Linked DNA regions of Podarcis muralis: region 2 is linked to region 1. The links are chromatin contacts, called in public Hi-C maps. All regions are on one chromosome and are shown on one strand. The core of a region is the stretch at or near the end of the contact, and the rest is flanking DNA. Distances in the headings are between cores, read along the strand shown.

The links. Hi-C and Micro-C count contacts between places; a contact is called where the count stands out from the background.
Region 2: a Hi-C map of blood shows a contact between it and region 1, with 3 times the contacts expected there. The contact joins the promoter of RCBTB1 here to the promoter of ITSN2 in region 1. A contact is called at or near these places in 2 of 3 Hi-C or Micro-C datasets (blood and tail).

Annotation. Positions count from the first base shown.
Region 1 is chr3:121,383,088-121,386,895 of rPodMur119.hap1.1, reverse strand. It overlaps ITSN2 (intersectin 2), which reads right to left and starts at 2,445. Exons shown (of 40, transcript XM_028721802.2): 1 at 2,305-2,445. MRPL19 (mitochondrial ribosomal protein L19) reads left to right here and starts at 2,514. Exons shown (of 6, transcript XM_028721811.2): 1 at 2,514-2,646. The coding sequence starts at 2,553. It also overlaps the pseudogene LOC114593464.
Region 2 is chr3:121,573,880-121,577,498 of rPodMur119.hap1.1, reverse strand. It overlaps RCBTB1 (RCC1 and BTB domain containing protein 1), which reads right to left and starts at 2,359. Exons shown (of 11, transcript XM_028721796.2): 1 at 2,089-2,359. KPNA3 (karyopherin subunit alpha 3) reads right to left here. Exons shown (of 18, transcript XM_077926633.1): 18 at 3,469-3,619.

The DNA.
Region 1 (3,808 bases), core at 1,196-3,695:
ATTAGGTACAACTCTGATGTGGTGAGATCCTAAGATCACCCTGACCATTTCCTTCATTTTATTATGTTTAAATATGTTCTTTTATTGATCTTTATATCTGTTCTCATGAAAGAATAGCATCTTATACAAAGAATACAGTTAAGTACGATTACACAAAATGCAAAAGCCAAAATAGTATTGTATGATTAGTACAAATTGTGTTTCAGCTGTAAAATCTGGAAGATTTGCAAAATGCTAATTCCCATTATGCCTGTTAAGGTTGTTCTATTCATGGAGGGGGGGGGGGTTGAGTGATTTACTATTCATTTTTGAGGGAAACGACACATTCCCCCTTTGTTGGGAAAGCTATGACATGCAAGTCATAAGGAACTTTGAATATTAGTACTGTAATGTTGTCTTTCATGTTTCAAAAATAAAGTTTCCAGACCTTTTGGTTGCAGGTGACACTGAAATAACCAATCACTGACACTGAAATGACAGCCGGGGAGGGGGGAGAACCTTTTTGCCCCATCTTTACTGTATTTCTGCATCCTTACAATTTTAAAATGTTATTGCCAGTGTTCTTTTTCTAGAAAAAGAAGTGCTGGAACTCACAACAAATCCATAGTTTTCTTATAATGACAATGGTGGCCACCTGAGAGGTGCTGGAACTGAGTTCTGGCAAGTTCTGGATGAAAAAAAAGTCCTGGATTGCATTCTGAACACTGACAAGACAGGCTCTGTCCACCACAAACCACTATATCCAATTGTAAATTCAGAACCACAACTTCTTCCCCATATTGTTCATAATCACCTGTAGAAAAGGTGTGAGCTCTACATCAAAAAACATCCCCATGATTGCAAAAATACAAATTTAACTCTTAAAGATCTTCCCTAATATGCACCACACCTTCAGCTACTGCTGATCATGATGATCAATAGGATACAGTCATTCTACTCCTGGCAAATCTCGTTTTCTGTTACTACCACCATGGTGGTTTCCATTTTTAAAAAAATAGAATATAATTCTGATGATCTGGTTTGGCAAGGACTTCCAATACTTGACTATCAGAATCCTTATGCATGCCTCCCTTTATGTTCGACGATACTTTCCAGTCTATACATTTTTAAAACGAGGCTTAATCTCAATAAATAAAAGAAACTTACTGCCTCTTTGAAAATATAAATGCCTATGTTTCCTTGCCTTGTTCCCTCGTCTCATTGCCACCCGAGGAAAGATGCCGCAATGAACAGGGCCGCGGTGCCACACATGTGGGAAGCGGGCGACCAGAATATGCTCTTCCTATCGTCCTTCCCCGTCCTTTATCTCACAGGGACCTCCGACCCATTTTAACCGCATTTAAACTGAGGTACCTTTTGTGCCGCGCTGCTCTCGAGCACGACAGGAAAGGGCATCGCAATACGAAGCGCGAGAAAGGCGCTTCCCGCTGCCCCAAGCGCCCGGGGGCCGGAGAGCGGCGGCCCAAGCGAAGGCACCGGCGGCCAAGGGAGGCCGCGCAAGACCGGGAGGCGCTCGGGCCTCGGAGGGGCCCTTGGCCGGCGCCCCGAAAGGCGGCCTGCTGCAGCCAGCGAGAGGCAGAGGCCTGGGCGGCGGGCGGGCGGGCGGCGCCTACCTGTTGCGCTCGCTCGCTCGCTCCTCTTCCTCCTTGGCCTGCTCCCAGCGAGAGCGCGGCCTCCTGCCTCCCCTTCCTGGCCCGGTCGCGGTCGCTCCTCCTCGGGCTGCGGTGGGGCTGCGTCAAAACTCCGAAGATGGCGGGAAGGCGGCCCAGGGAGGGAGGGAGGGAGCGGAGCCGCGGCGGGGGCGGCGGAGCCGGGGCTGGGAGCCCGCTTCGGAAGGCACCTGCCGCCAAGGCCGAGCCCGTCCGGCTTCTCTCCCGGCTTGCGCCCTGGCACGCCTCCTTGGCCCGAGACGGCGCCGCCGCCGAGAACCTGCCCCGCCTCGCCTCCCAGTCTCAGACCTGTCTGCTCCCCCGGGGGCGCGTGCGCGCAGGGCGAGGGAACGGGCCCATTTCGTGGAACCAGGCGAGGCGGGCGGATCTGCCCCCTGGGGGTCTGCCGGGGGGGAGCAGGGTCGGACGGGGGCGCCTTGGGCAAGGCCGGCTCCCGCGGGGCCTCGGGCGAGAGAGAGCGAGGCGGGGGCGGAAAGGCTCGCCGAGACTCCAGGCTCCGCCGCCCGGTTTCGTTTGTTCGGAGGTGGCGCGTTTTTGTGTTTCCTATCGCAACCCGCCTTGTGCTCCTCGGGCGAAGGCGGTACAGAAATGTAACAAACAAAGGAAACGCCATAAAAACAGCAGAGAGAAGGACCTTGGTTGCTGCCCTGGGCTCCCTCCCAGTGGCGATTCCTCGGGCCGCGATGCTCCGTCCCGCCCGAGAGAAAAGCGCGACAGCCGAACTCGGCAACGAGACGAAGGCGGCAGAGGCGCGTCTCTTCGCGAACGAATAGCTCTGTGTTCACTCTCGGCGCCGAGCAAGTCCGGCCAGGCGCAGCGCGCGGGGGCTCGCGTTTGGATCAAGGTTGTCCCCGCGGAGGCTGCCGTAGCCGCGCGCAGCGCATGCGCCGCTCCTGTTGCTGGCGAAAGTGCTTGCCCGCAGCTGTCATGGCAGCCGCTCGCGGGAGACTCCCGCCTCTGCTCGGCCTGCGATGCAGTAAGTGTGTGTGTGTGTGGGGGGGAGGATAAAAGGGGGTTCTGCTCACAAAACCCGGAGGGGCCAGGAAATTCCCGAGGGGCGCTCTCTGTGTGAGGTAGCGCTTCAAAGAAGTTGCTGAAGGAGCCGCTGCTGCCGACGCCTCGGCACGTGTCGGGGGGCGACAGCGGCGCTTTAAGCACCTCGGCCTTCGCCGCCGCCGCCGCCGCCGGTCATTCGGGGAACTGTACTTGGTTAAGGATGCTGAGAGTTCCCACTTTGGAAACTGGGAATTGTTGTGACTCTGCGAGGAAAACGGGGGCCTCTTAACAGCTCTCAACCCCCCCCCCCCGTAACTACAGCTGCCAGAATTCTGGAGGGGGGGCGTATCATGGTGGCTTAAGCATAGGGTGTGAATGTGACGCTCGTCTATATGCAATCCCAGGCAAACTTAAGCACAACTCAAATTGATCTTTTCTTTTTCTTTTTTTGTAATGAAAGCTACAATTTGCTTTTGGAACAGAATTCAGGATAACATTTATCCTAGAGATACAGCCATGCCTAAGGATGTATCCATAATTTTTCAGCACAGATTGAAAGGGCTCCCTAATTGAATTGTGCACACTAGAACTCTGCATGTTGTTTATACAGTCATACCTCGGGTTAAAGACGCTTCAGGTTGAGTGTTTTCAGGTTGTGCCCCGCGGCGACCCAGAAGTAACGGAATGGGTTACTTCTGGGTTTCGCCGCATGCACAGACGCTCAAAATGACGTCATGCACATGCATAGAAGCAGTGAATCGCGACACGTGCAGATGCAGGTTGCATTCTGCTCAGGATGCGAACGGGGCTCTGGAACGGATCCCGTTCGCATCCAGAGGTACCACTGTATGTAGAACAGAGTGGCAATGTGTACAGATGACAAACTTCATCATTGTTCATGATATATGATATAAGTCCATCAACTTCTACTAGTTATATTACGTGCATGGTCCAGTGTCAACATATCAACCCATCTTATTTCTGTGTCATGGCTGGAGTTTTATTCTTAGGCCTCAGTTTAAAATACAGGATGATACTTGCAAGCATTGCATATGTAGCTATAACATCATTTATTCTGCCGGTTATGGTGTAGGTACTGAAGTATTTCCGAAGCCTTGTGAATTGGTGTTGTGACCCAGCAT
Region 2 (3,619 bases), core at 1,110-3,609, 190 kb before region 1:
ACCACCTGCATGTGGCAAAGAGGCTTCCTCAGCCTCCCAAACCCAGCCTCTATCCACTGGCCCAAAATGGGCCTCGGTTTATTTCAGGGATGAGGAATGTCAAGCACAGAGACCAAATGCAGCACTCCAGACCTCTCTATTTGGCTCTTAGGATTCTCTCCAGACCACACCCCATTCACAGCCACATCCTTTGCTCAAAGAGGTACGTACTAAGTAGGGTCTGTGTTTTTGCCAGGCCTTGAATTCTGCTCATGCTTTTTGTTCCCCTACACCAGGGGTGTCCAAACTTTTTTCAAAGAGGGCCAGATTTGATGAAGTGAACATGCATGAGGGCCGACCAAAATTGTTGAGCTTTTTATTTTTAGGATTGAAGTTGACCCCAAAGTTGTTGAGCTGTTTTTAGGATTGAAAATTCAGGTAGGTAGCTGTGTTGGTCTGACACAATCGAAATATATTTTTAAAAAAATAAAAAATTGTCTAGTAGCACCTTAGAGACCAACTAAGTTTGTTCTTGGTATAAGCTTTTGTGTGCATGCACACAAAGAGATGGGTGATTTACCATAACCATTGAGTCTATCACCCATCTCCTACTACCCACCTGAGAAAAACCCCACCCCACCCTCCCACTATATATAAGGGTCTGGTGACTTCTGTTTCAGTGTATCTGAAGAAGTATTTTTTTTATTTTTTTTATATATTTAGGATTGCAGTTGTTAATTTTTTTTTACAATTTTACCCCAAAGGTTTTTTACGGATTTTACCCCAGGACATACACTGCCACGGGGGCCAGATTAAATCAACTGGTGGGCCAGATTAGGCCCCGGAAACAGGCTTTGGACATGCCCGCCCTACACTGAGGGATGTCCAAGTGTGTGGGGTACCCTACTGTACAAAGGAAAATGTCACACTTGTGGTTCTGACCACTTTTCCTCTGTCCCCCCACTCCCGGCATAAAAAAGTTTTGACATAAAAAAACTCAGAGCATGACATTTCCCCAGGAAATCAAAGCATTTGTTTGCACAAAACATGAAGTGATTCAAGCATCTCACTAGACTCAAAGGATGGGACTCAACACTATTCCTCCTCAGAGTAGAACCATGGACATGACCCACTTAGGTTCATTCATTTCCATGGGGTTACCCTGAACAGGACATTGCTGAATGCAAACCATGGTGTTGGAAAGTACGGTAGTCCAAGTCCCATAGTCTGACAGCCCTTTTGCTCAGGGCAGGATGCCACTACACAAGCAAAGCTCTAGGGAAGCAGCGCCCACTGTCTCCCACGGCTGTCTGCTCTGCTAGCCAAAATCTGCTTCCCTGTAGTTTCCACCTACTGGCTCTGGATTTGCCTTCTAGAGCAGATTTTCAGATATTTAAAAAGCATTATCATCATGTCCCCCTTAATCTTCTCCTCCCCAAGCTAAACACAACCACAGCCCCAGTCCCCATCAGACACTACTGGTTTGGGGTTCCATTTTAAATCAGAATATGTTACATCGTTTGAACCATTAAGGAAGATATAGAGTGCTAATTACACACTGCAAAACAGATTTGAGTACATTCCTGTCTTAGCTGCCCATCTAAAAATGTGACATTTCTAATTTCTTTCAGACATAGCTTAAGGATAAATAAAATATATTTTGGTTCTTTTAACAAGTTTAAATGATTGTTTTAGGAGAGAAAAGGGGTTCACAAATGGACATACGGGAGACCAATGGTTGCCGTGCCACTTGAACATATGGACGTATCCTGCAAGAGCTTGAATAGTGAAACTGTCAAGTTAGGCCAGCGCTGCCTTTATAATTTGGACGCATCTGTAACTTCCATCACCAGCCACAAAAACGCTCCTGCCTCTTAACTTGGCTGAAGTCCAGGCCGCCCCTCCTGACTTCGAGTCTTTTATGCGGCAGCAGCTGACTCGGCCGGGACGGGCTCCGCTCTGAAGAGAAGAGCGCTCCTTCGGGCCTTGACTCCGGAAGGGGCTGGCCAGGCCCAGGGGAGGCCGGGGGCGGCGCGAAGGGCCGCGCCTGGCCCGCGCCCCCCTCAGAAAGCGACGCCTGCAGCTCGGAAGCCTCGTCCGCGGCCCTACCTGCCAGTCTCGTCCGGCGAGGCGACGGCGAGGCCCGCTTGGGGATCTCCGGAGAGGCGCGCCTTCGCTCCCGCCCCGAGGACGCCGGGCGGGCGGCGCTGCGCGGGGGGCGGAGGAGACGGGCCGGCGCAAGGACCCGCGCGGCCAGGCGCCGCTCCGCGAGAGAGCTCCGCCCGCTCCCTGTCCCGCGCCTGCTCCGTGGGGCCACAGCCAATCAAAGGCGCGGGAAAGGCGGCCTCCCGACGCCCCTTGGATCGCCGTAGAGCTAGTAAGCGGGGAAAGCAAGAGGGACGCGCTCCCGGCCCTGCCTTCCCTCGGAGGAAGGAGGCGGAGCTCCAAGCACTGCTCTCCTGAGGGAAGCAAGAAGCACAATTACCAACTGGCCACATTGTGTTTTGGGCACCTCGCACCGGGGCAGAAATGCTGCTTGCGTGGGCACCGTTGTCCCTCCTCTTTCTGCGAGCCGCATCTTGGCACCCCTTCCAACTCTACCATTCTGATTCTACATACCCTGCTGACGTTTTAAAGCAGGTGCTTCTGCCTTCACAATTGCCAAATACTTGTTTACAGGGTTTGTTTGTTTTTAAGTTTCTGCATCAGAGGCCTAAAGTGTTGCAGGTAAATATACTTCGAAGTAAACATGGTTGCAAGTTGAGCTACAAGCCCTATTCATTTCACCTGAGAATTTGTCATGTGGATCTAGTGGAACCACCTGATTTGATCACTTTCACAACCCAGACACGAAACTTGCAGCCTTAGTTTCCCCTACTTGTTAGTTACACAATTCTACTGTAACAGAAGGGAAATGCAGATTATGAAACAGTGTCTGTAGCATAGGGCTTAACGACTGCAGTGTTCATTCTACACATCTGTATTTGGAAGTAACCACTGCTGTTTTCATTGAAACCCACTAGTTAAATAGTGTGTACACTGAGTAACCCTCATTCCAGGAAACAATTAAGGCTAAGTGATGATAGTACATGGGAAAGGACATGCAAAGCATGAGATGGCTGTGAAACCAGAAATAAATGAGAGTCAATAGAAAGGAGTGGTTATCCACCATCCCTAGGGATAACTTCTCCTGCTGTGCCTCACTTGCATATTTTCCTATTCACAGCTGCCAAGAGATTGTGCAGCTATTCCGTTCTTTTTTCCTTAATGGATTTTCTGTGGCAAGATAAAAAGATAAGAACACACACAAGAGATCACAATTTGCTTACTATTGTCGTTGGACTGCCGTACAATTGTGTGAAGGAGGCAAGATGATGGTACATTTAAAGCTTTGTCTGGAAGCACCCCAAGAAAGACAGAAGAACCCTAGCAAAAACACGGGACAATTTGACAATGCACTATAAAAAGTGAATGAACAAAGCAAGACAATTCCACATTAAACATCCTGTTTATTATTGCACACTGCTTTGATACTTATGTGAAAAGTGGGATGTAAACCTTTTAATGAATATACAAAAATAGTGAGGAAGCATCATCTGACTAGCAATAGCACTCCAGAGTATCAGCATCTCTCTGTCAC